2 separate regions of the Mus musculus genome follow, and region 2 is linked to region 1. Evidence: chromatin contacts called from public Hi-C data. All regions are on one chromosome and are shown on one strand. The core of a region is the stretch at or near the end of the contact, and the rest is flanking DNA. Distances in the headings are between cores, read along the strand shown. Region 1 holds the start of 4930484H19Rik (RIKEN cDNA 4930484H19 gene). Region 2 has its middle 5.7 kb from the start of Gm24179.

What was found. Hi-C and Micro-C count contacts between places; a contact is called where the count stands out from the background.
Region 2: a Hi-C map of cerebral cortex shows a contact between it and region 1, with 3 times the contacts expected there. The contact joins the enhancer-like site here to the promoter of 4930484H19Rik in region 1. A contact is called at or near these places in 1 of 39 promoter capture datasets (the HPC-7 cell line), 2 of 484 Hi-C or Micro-C datasets (cerebral cortex and nephron progenitors) and 1 of 115 datasets of contacts at active chromatin or transcription factors (embryonic stem cells).

Annotation. Positions count from the first base shown.
Region 1 is chr10:126,792,317-126,795,709 of GRCm38.p6, reverse strand. It overlaps 4930484H19Rik (RIKEN cDNA 4930484H19 gene), which reads left to right and starts at 2,000. Exons shown (of 4, transcript NR_131015.1): 1 at 2,000-3,162. It overlaps Gm51788 (a long non-coding RNA gene), which reads right to left. Exons shown (of 3, transcript XR_003948980.1): 2 at 1,775-1,823; 3 at 1,098-1,696.
Region 2 is chr10:126,844,405-126,847,970 of GRCm38.p6, reverse strand. No RefSeq gene overlaps it. Among named protein-coding and RNA genes, the nearest start is that of Gm24179, 5.7 kb to the right of the region's middle. Within about 2 kb of position 2,225, at least 99 of the 459 cell types and tissues checked have an H3K27ac peak or open chromatin away from gene starts, as enhancers often do. A contact at or near this core is called in cerebral cortex, where this site is marked.

The DNA of each region.
Region 1 (3,393 bases), core at 751-3,250:
AACCCTCTTCTGTTTGTTCACGAAGTCAACTGGGTCATAGCCACCTACTTAAAAACTATGGGTTAGCATGCCAACCACACTAAATGGTGATGGGAAAAGTTACTGGTGGGGCGGGGCTGTGGTCCTGATAGTGCTAAACACTTTTCCTTATACATTCAATAATGAGGCCCCTGAAGGAGCCAGTATTTCCTGATGCTCCAACTCCTCCTGCTCTGAGGGACTGGGTCTGTCTGGAGGCAGACTGGCCCGTGGTGGTCCCATCTTGCACAGAGAATTCCCAACACTAAAACCACTGCACTGCAGGAGGATCTGGGTAGCCATTACGTCAACAGAAGCAAGTCAGCCTGAGACAGCACCCACCCGACAGTGCAGAGCCCCCATTAGCTTTCAAAAAGCTTTTACTCAACATTTGATCATCGGGCAATACAAAGATCAATCAGGCAGGATGAGCAAGATGAGGGTCTTCTACCAGATGAGGCCTTCACCTCTGAGGGACTGAACCATGAACCTGGAACCAGGAGTGGACTTTGTCAGGAAGTCAATCTACCACATATCTCAGATCAAATTTTCTTTAAACCTCTTTTTTGATTTATGGGAGAAGTTGGGTATATACCTGGAAATTCCATGTGTAATTCTGAAGTGTTAGTGGCTGGAGGGTTTAGGGACACCTCCCGGTATTCCCCCTCCTTTCTTTTTTTTTTTTCTTCTTCTTAAAAAAACATCTTTGTTGAGGTGAGAAAAGACTCTCAGAGAGGCGAAGGGATTGAACTCTACGCTCAGCTTTTGGTGTCTGTCTACCATCTTTCTCATTGGCCAGGAGCCTCCAAATGGAACCTGCTGGTTCTTGTCTTAGGGGAGAATTCAGTTGGGAGACACAGACGTTATAAATAGAAATTTACTTAGCAAAGGAAAAGCAAAGTGTATTTGAGAGAGACTGGAGTGGGCTGCCCTGAGGGTCAGGGAACAGGAAGTTCTCCGGTGTTGAGTTTGAGCGGGTTTTATGAACACAGGGGAGGTAGGTATGTTTATTAGGTAAAGTAATGCTTTTCTCCTTCCCAAATTATGATGAGGTATTTCTTGATTTTTTTTTTCTAGAAAAGTCCACAAGATAGGGGTTCAAAATCCCAATGTAAACAGCATTATAAAGAAGCCAAGATCTTTGAGGAAGCAGGACCGCCCCCATCAGTGCGCATGCGTAGTAGAATGCCCTGGTTCTGCCTCTGAGAGGCACGGCTATTGTGACGCAGCTTCTGTTTCCTTAGTTACTTCATGAAACTGCCTAGGGTCCCATGATGATTATCACGGCTAACTGTTGGTTAAGACAGTTTGCCGTGTTTAAACTTGAGGTTTTATCACAAAAGCTGGGAATGAGTTTTACGACATTTTGTCAAGGTGTCCAAACAGGAAGAATGTTTGCCTTCTATCTAGGACCTGTCTCCCAGCTTCACTGCTCATAGGTATCCTGTATCTTACAATGCTTTATTCCAGTGGTAAGAAAGGTCTGTGTAAAAATGGCAACTGGATCTTGGCATAAACTACTTCACCGTTGTCTTTCCTCCTCCTTCTTTCCATTTTTGCCCTTCATAGCACTCCAGTTGCACTGTGGTTAGTAATAGACCTTTATATTCCGTCAGCTTCGCCTGTTTCTTAGGAGGCGTTTCTACTTAACAAAGGGCGTTTCCGAGGATACGAAGCACTAGAAGAGAACGGAATAGGGCGTTCTTGGTGGCAAGCGAAAGAAATTGAACTACAGACAACATAGAGTTTGACTTACTGGTAATATTTCAGGAAAAGGATGGGGTTAGATCTGTCGTCAGGAATACCTGGAACCGAGAAATCAAACACTGCGATAACGCATGCTGCTTGTCTGCGCATCGGCTTATTTGCCCAGGCTAGCCACTTGTGCCTGGCCACAGAGGTCCAGCTTCGGCATCACAATCCCCCCCGCCCCCGTGCCCCGTGCCCCAATAGAAAATCCTTCTCCATCAGTTTAACTTGGAAAGAAACCCAGGCTGGAGTTCCAACTGGCCAGAACGGAGTAGTCACGGAGGCCAAAGGATGAGCCCTTGTGATTAACCTGCTTGGATCAAGTCCCCATCTCTCGGCTTGTTGGAACATCTACAGGATGCACGTGGTTCAAGAAGGATCTACGTGAAGATGCCTTCTCCATTCCTGTTTTTATCCCTCAAGTTTTTCTTCCCTCTATTTTATCTATGTGTTTACAGAGGGACATGGAGATAGCACCAGCCCCCATCACTCTCCATCTGATGTAAACTCTGACATCTAACCAAGAGGAGTGGCCAGTGTTTGTCTTGAGCAGGGGGGCTGCACATGGCAAGGGCCCTACCAGTGAGAGCAGGATTCCGGCTGAGTGGCCCCAGGGCATAGGTCCCACTGAATTCATTTTTACTGGCAGGACAGACGTGAACGGGCTCCAGCAGAAATCTCTAATCCACTGCTGCAGGGGTTTCTATGTTTCAGGCACTTGATAATGAGAACCAAATTTTTTTTTTTTTTTTGAGAACCAGAAATTTTTGTGTGCTGAAAACTGGGGAAAGGGAGGAAGAGGGGAGTTTTTTGTAAGAGGACAGAGAGAGAAAAGGGAACCTGTTTTGTGTCTTGAATCTTGATCCTGCAGCCTTCCCCTGTTTTCTTTTTGGTATATGTCAGCTCAAGAGCTTGCTTGGGGCTTCCCCCAGTCAGCTCTTTGGGGACAGGAAACAATGCTTGCTAGATTTCAGGTCTTATTCTTAATCAGCTTGAAAATTTAGTCAGAATAATTCGAGGTACATAAAATTGTAAAAAAAAAAAATCTATTAATTAGCTACCCACAGGCTACCTTCTCAAGTTCAATTTGAGCCCTAAGGAGAAAATGACATACAGCTCTGTTGTACAGCCGGGTATGGAAACCACCTCCCGGGGTAGAAGCATTAGCAGAGCTACTGCCTCTCAAGGATTCAGAAGGAAGGCCTTGGGAGCTCATTACTGGATCACTGAACTGGGGAGAACCACAGTTCCCTCAGCTCTTTGCTTTATATGCAGATTGCAGTTTGTGTGACAACAGTCTCCGAAAAGGACCAAGCTTCCACTCTGCTAATGACAGCTGACGTTTCTAATCGCCCGAGAGGCACGGATGTCTCATTTCAGGAGACGCGCATAGAGGTGACAGGAATCAGCCCACAGCCTCTGACCCTTGGGGAGCCGAGCACTCAGAATAGACACAGCCTGGATTCAGCCAAGAAACACATTTCTCTTCATGCCTATGCCCTTCTGCCCATTCATCTTATCAGAACTCAGTCAGCAGCCATCCTGTCTCAGCAGTGACATGTTTCTGCCAACCAGGCAGCCAGTCCTGACCCCATCTCCCTTTATTAGCTCCTCCTTCATTTCTCC
Region 2 (3,566 bases), core at 976-3,475, 52 kb before region 1:
GTATAGGCAGGCACTGGCTTGACTTGTCAATGTTTCACGAGTTGTGTAGATGTTGACCTCAGCAATAGGATCTTGCCACCAGTTTGTGGAGAGCATTTGTTTTAGGTTTCTCAAGAGTCACACAACTTATGGGTAGTCTCTATATGGTAAGGGAATTTGTTGATGACTTACAGTCTGTAGTCCAACTCTCAACAATGGTCAGCAGCAGCTGTGAATGGGAGTCCAAGGATCTAGCAGTTGCTCAGTCCCACAACTCAAGCAGGCGAAAAAGAGAGAGAGAGAGTAAATCTTCCTTCTTGCAGTGTCCTCATGTAGGTCTCCAGCAGAAGGCGCGTCCCAGATTAAAGGTGTGTGCCACCATGCCCGGATCTGGGACTTGCTTTGTCCCAGATGACCTTGAACTCAGAGATCTCCCTGTCTTAATCTTCTGGGATTCATAGCCACTATGCCTCAAGATCTCCATGCCAAGATCCAGGTCAGAAACTTGTATCTCCCAGCCTCCAGATTAGGATCACAGGTGAGCCTTCCAATTTTGGATTGTAGTTTATTCCAGATATAGTCAAGTTGACAACCAGGAATAGCCACTATAGCACTCAAGCCTGGGCTGGAGGCCCAGCATCTCTGACAAGCTCCTGGGCAATGCAGTTGCTTCTGATGCAAGGACTGTGTGGTAATTTGAATGAGAACGGCCCCCACAGGCTCACAGGGAGTGAACTATTTGAAGAATTAGGACGTGTGAGTTGGAGTACATGTGGTCTTGTTGGAGAGGGGTGTCATGGGGTCAGGGCTTGGGGAGTAGACTTTGAGGTTTCAAATGCTCAAGCCAGGACCAATCTCTCTCTCTTCCTGTGTTGGAAGACCCTGCTATTAAGGTCAAAGTCTATCGTGACCAGATAAGCTCTCCCAGCCTGGTGCAAAATGGAGGACTCCCGTTCTCAGCGGGGTTTCCTCCTCTCTGTCTGATCTTATCTAGAGACTGTCTCTAGGCACAGGTGCCCTACCTTATCTGGAGGATGACCCTGCACAGAGCTTCCTGTAAATGCTACTCCATTCAGCTCCGAGGTCCTGCTCAGCCCTTACTGTGAATGATAACGAGGTACAGCACTTCCCACCTGTAACCCCCCCCCCCCCAAAACCTCTGAGCACAGTCACATAGTCTATGGCCAGATTATAGGTTAAACACTCCCCCTTCCCCACTTCCATTGAACCTGAACATGCCTGGCAGGTTCTTGGAATTCTTCTTCATGCAAAAGAAGTATTCCCACCCTACCTACCCACTCCTCAAGATCTATATAAACCTTGTTCATCCCCAATAAAGTGGAACTGTCTCATTGAAGTTGATCCTGGAAGTCAGTCCCAGCTGTTCGAGCCCTACCCCACCCCCACCCCACTTCTGCTTCCTTCGTGCTTGCTGGCTGGTGGGCAACAGCCCTGGGGAAGAAGGGGGCATCACATTCCTGCTGCTTGCTGTTCCTGATGTAGAACTCTCAGCTACCTCTCTAGCACTGTGTCCGCCTGCATGCTGCCAGGCTTCCTGTCTCGAAAACAGTGGGCTAAACCTCTGAAACTGTAGGCTAGTCTCGGCTAAATAGTTCCCTCTATGAGTTTCCAGGAGCACGGTGTCTCTTTGCGGCGAAGAGCATGGTCGATGATAGCTTGTATTCTGAGCTATGCTGACTTTGGCTCAACTGGAATGCTATATTAAACAATTAACAATTACATAAAAATATATCACAAACTGTTTATAGCCCAGGGTCTTGATATGGAAACCATATTCCTCAGTATGAAGCTATCACAGAGCCTTCTTTATGGGTCAGCAGCCCTTTACCTGTGAAGTTTGTTCTGTGGAGTCCTGCTTTCAAGTCTCTGTTTATGAACTTTCTCCATGTCCCACACCAGCCTTTTCCGGTCTCTGTAGCATCAGATTCCCTGTTGGAGCTAAAAAAAAAAAACAAAACAACAACAAAAAACCCCAGAACACAACAAAGTCCCTGAGGGTGGGACCCAGTCATCTCTTCTTAAAAATCTCCACAAGTGCTCCTAATGTGCAGCTAGAGTTGAGACTCCGTGTTTTAAATACCAAATTTTCATTTCAGTGTTGCTACGGTGATTTGTTTCCTCCAAAACGGTTCTGCAAAGAGCCTGTTGCTAACCCTCGAGAAGTAGGGAATTGGTAGCTGGCTTGCTCAGTGCCTGAGCTCTGCCTCTCTCAGCCTGGAGCTGTGTGCAGGCTGCAGATTGCATTCTATTTACTTGCCTGCTGTTCAAACAGAAGAACTCTCTTATTTGAATCTCTCTTAGGATGAACAACTTCCCCATTGTGGACTAATCTGAAGACAAGAAGTCCCATTAGGCAGAAGCACAGACCCTGGGATATGTCCGTGCTATTAACAGTCTATCCATTTCTGCTCTTGCAGTTTTGTGGGGGTGTTTCCCTGCCTGATGCAGGCCACCGACAGTTTTTTGCTTTTCTTTCTAAGAGCCGGTCAAAACAGGCTGGGGAGTCTGCAGCAGACATCAGCCGGAGGAGGTACGGAGAGGCCAACTGCCGGTTAGATTTAATAGGCTTTAAAAGGTTGCCAGCTGAGAAAGGAGTTATGCCACTGCCCAATTATCTCCCCTCCTCCCCTGTTCTGGTGGCCTCCATGCTACCAGAGAGAAATAAACTATCCTAGGGAGGAGATTTGGAAGTCTTTAGAACCATTTGCAGACTCTTAGGTTAAATATGCGGAATTGCGCCCTTTTGTCACCGGAGGTATCTTTTAGTGCACTAAGCATTGGCTAATTTTTTTTTTTTTTTTTTTTTTAGTGAAATGTATACATCCAAGTTACTCCCTCCCCCCCCCCCCCCCCTTTGGGTCAGATGCGTACATATTGTTCCTGAACATTCCTCCCCGGGAGAAAATGAAAAACCATATTTAAAAATGAGGAGGAGGAGCAGTAGGAGGAGGAGACGTTGACTCTGAAATCCTGCCTAATCCGAACTGTGAAGTGGGCCAAGTGAGTCTTTAAAAAGAACAAATGCGGGTTAGAAAAGAACAAATGCGAGCACGGAGCGGAGTTCTCAGCACCCTCCTCTAGGGGGCGCAAAACTTCGTGTACCGCGAGCTTCCGGACTGGCCAAAGCCTCCTCACAGACACATAATTAAAAATAATAGAAGTTAAAAGAAACCATACCAAATGTGGTGTAGAGAGAATGGCTTATGCATTATGTGGCAGCATCTCCTGCTGATGGCCTATTAGCTCAGGCAGGAAATAGAAGGTGGGACTTCTGGCAGAGAGAGAAGGAATTCTGGGAAAGAGTCAAGAGAAGAGCATTCGTCCTGAACTTTGAGGAAGTTGGATGCATGAAACTGAGGCGAGGTGACCAGCCGTGTGGTGGCAGACATAGAATAGAATAAACGGGTTATGTAAGTTATGAGCTAGTTGGGAATGCGCCAATGCTTATGGCAGAGGTGTTTATTCATAAATAAGTCTCAGGATCATTTTTTCTGGGTATGAAGAGGCCGAGTAGAAAAGCTTGTGGCTACGATGTGGGTCAATGATAGAAAACTCACATATTATGC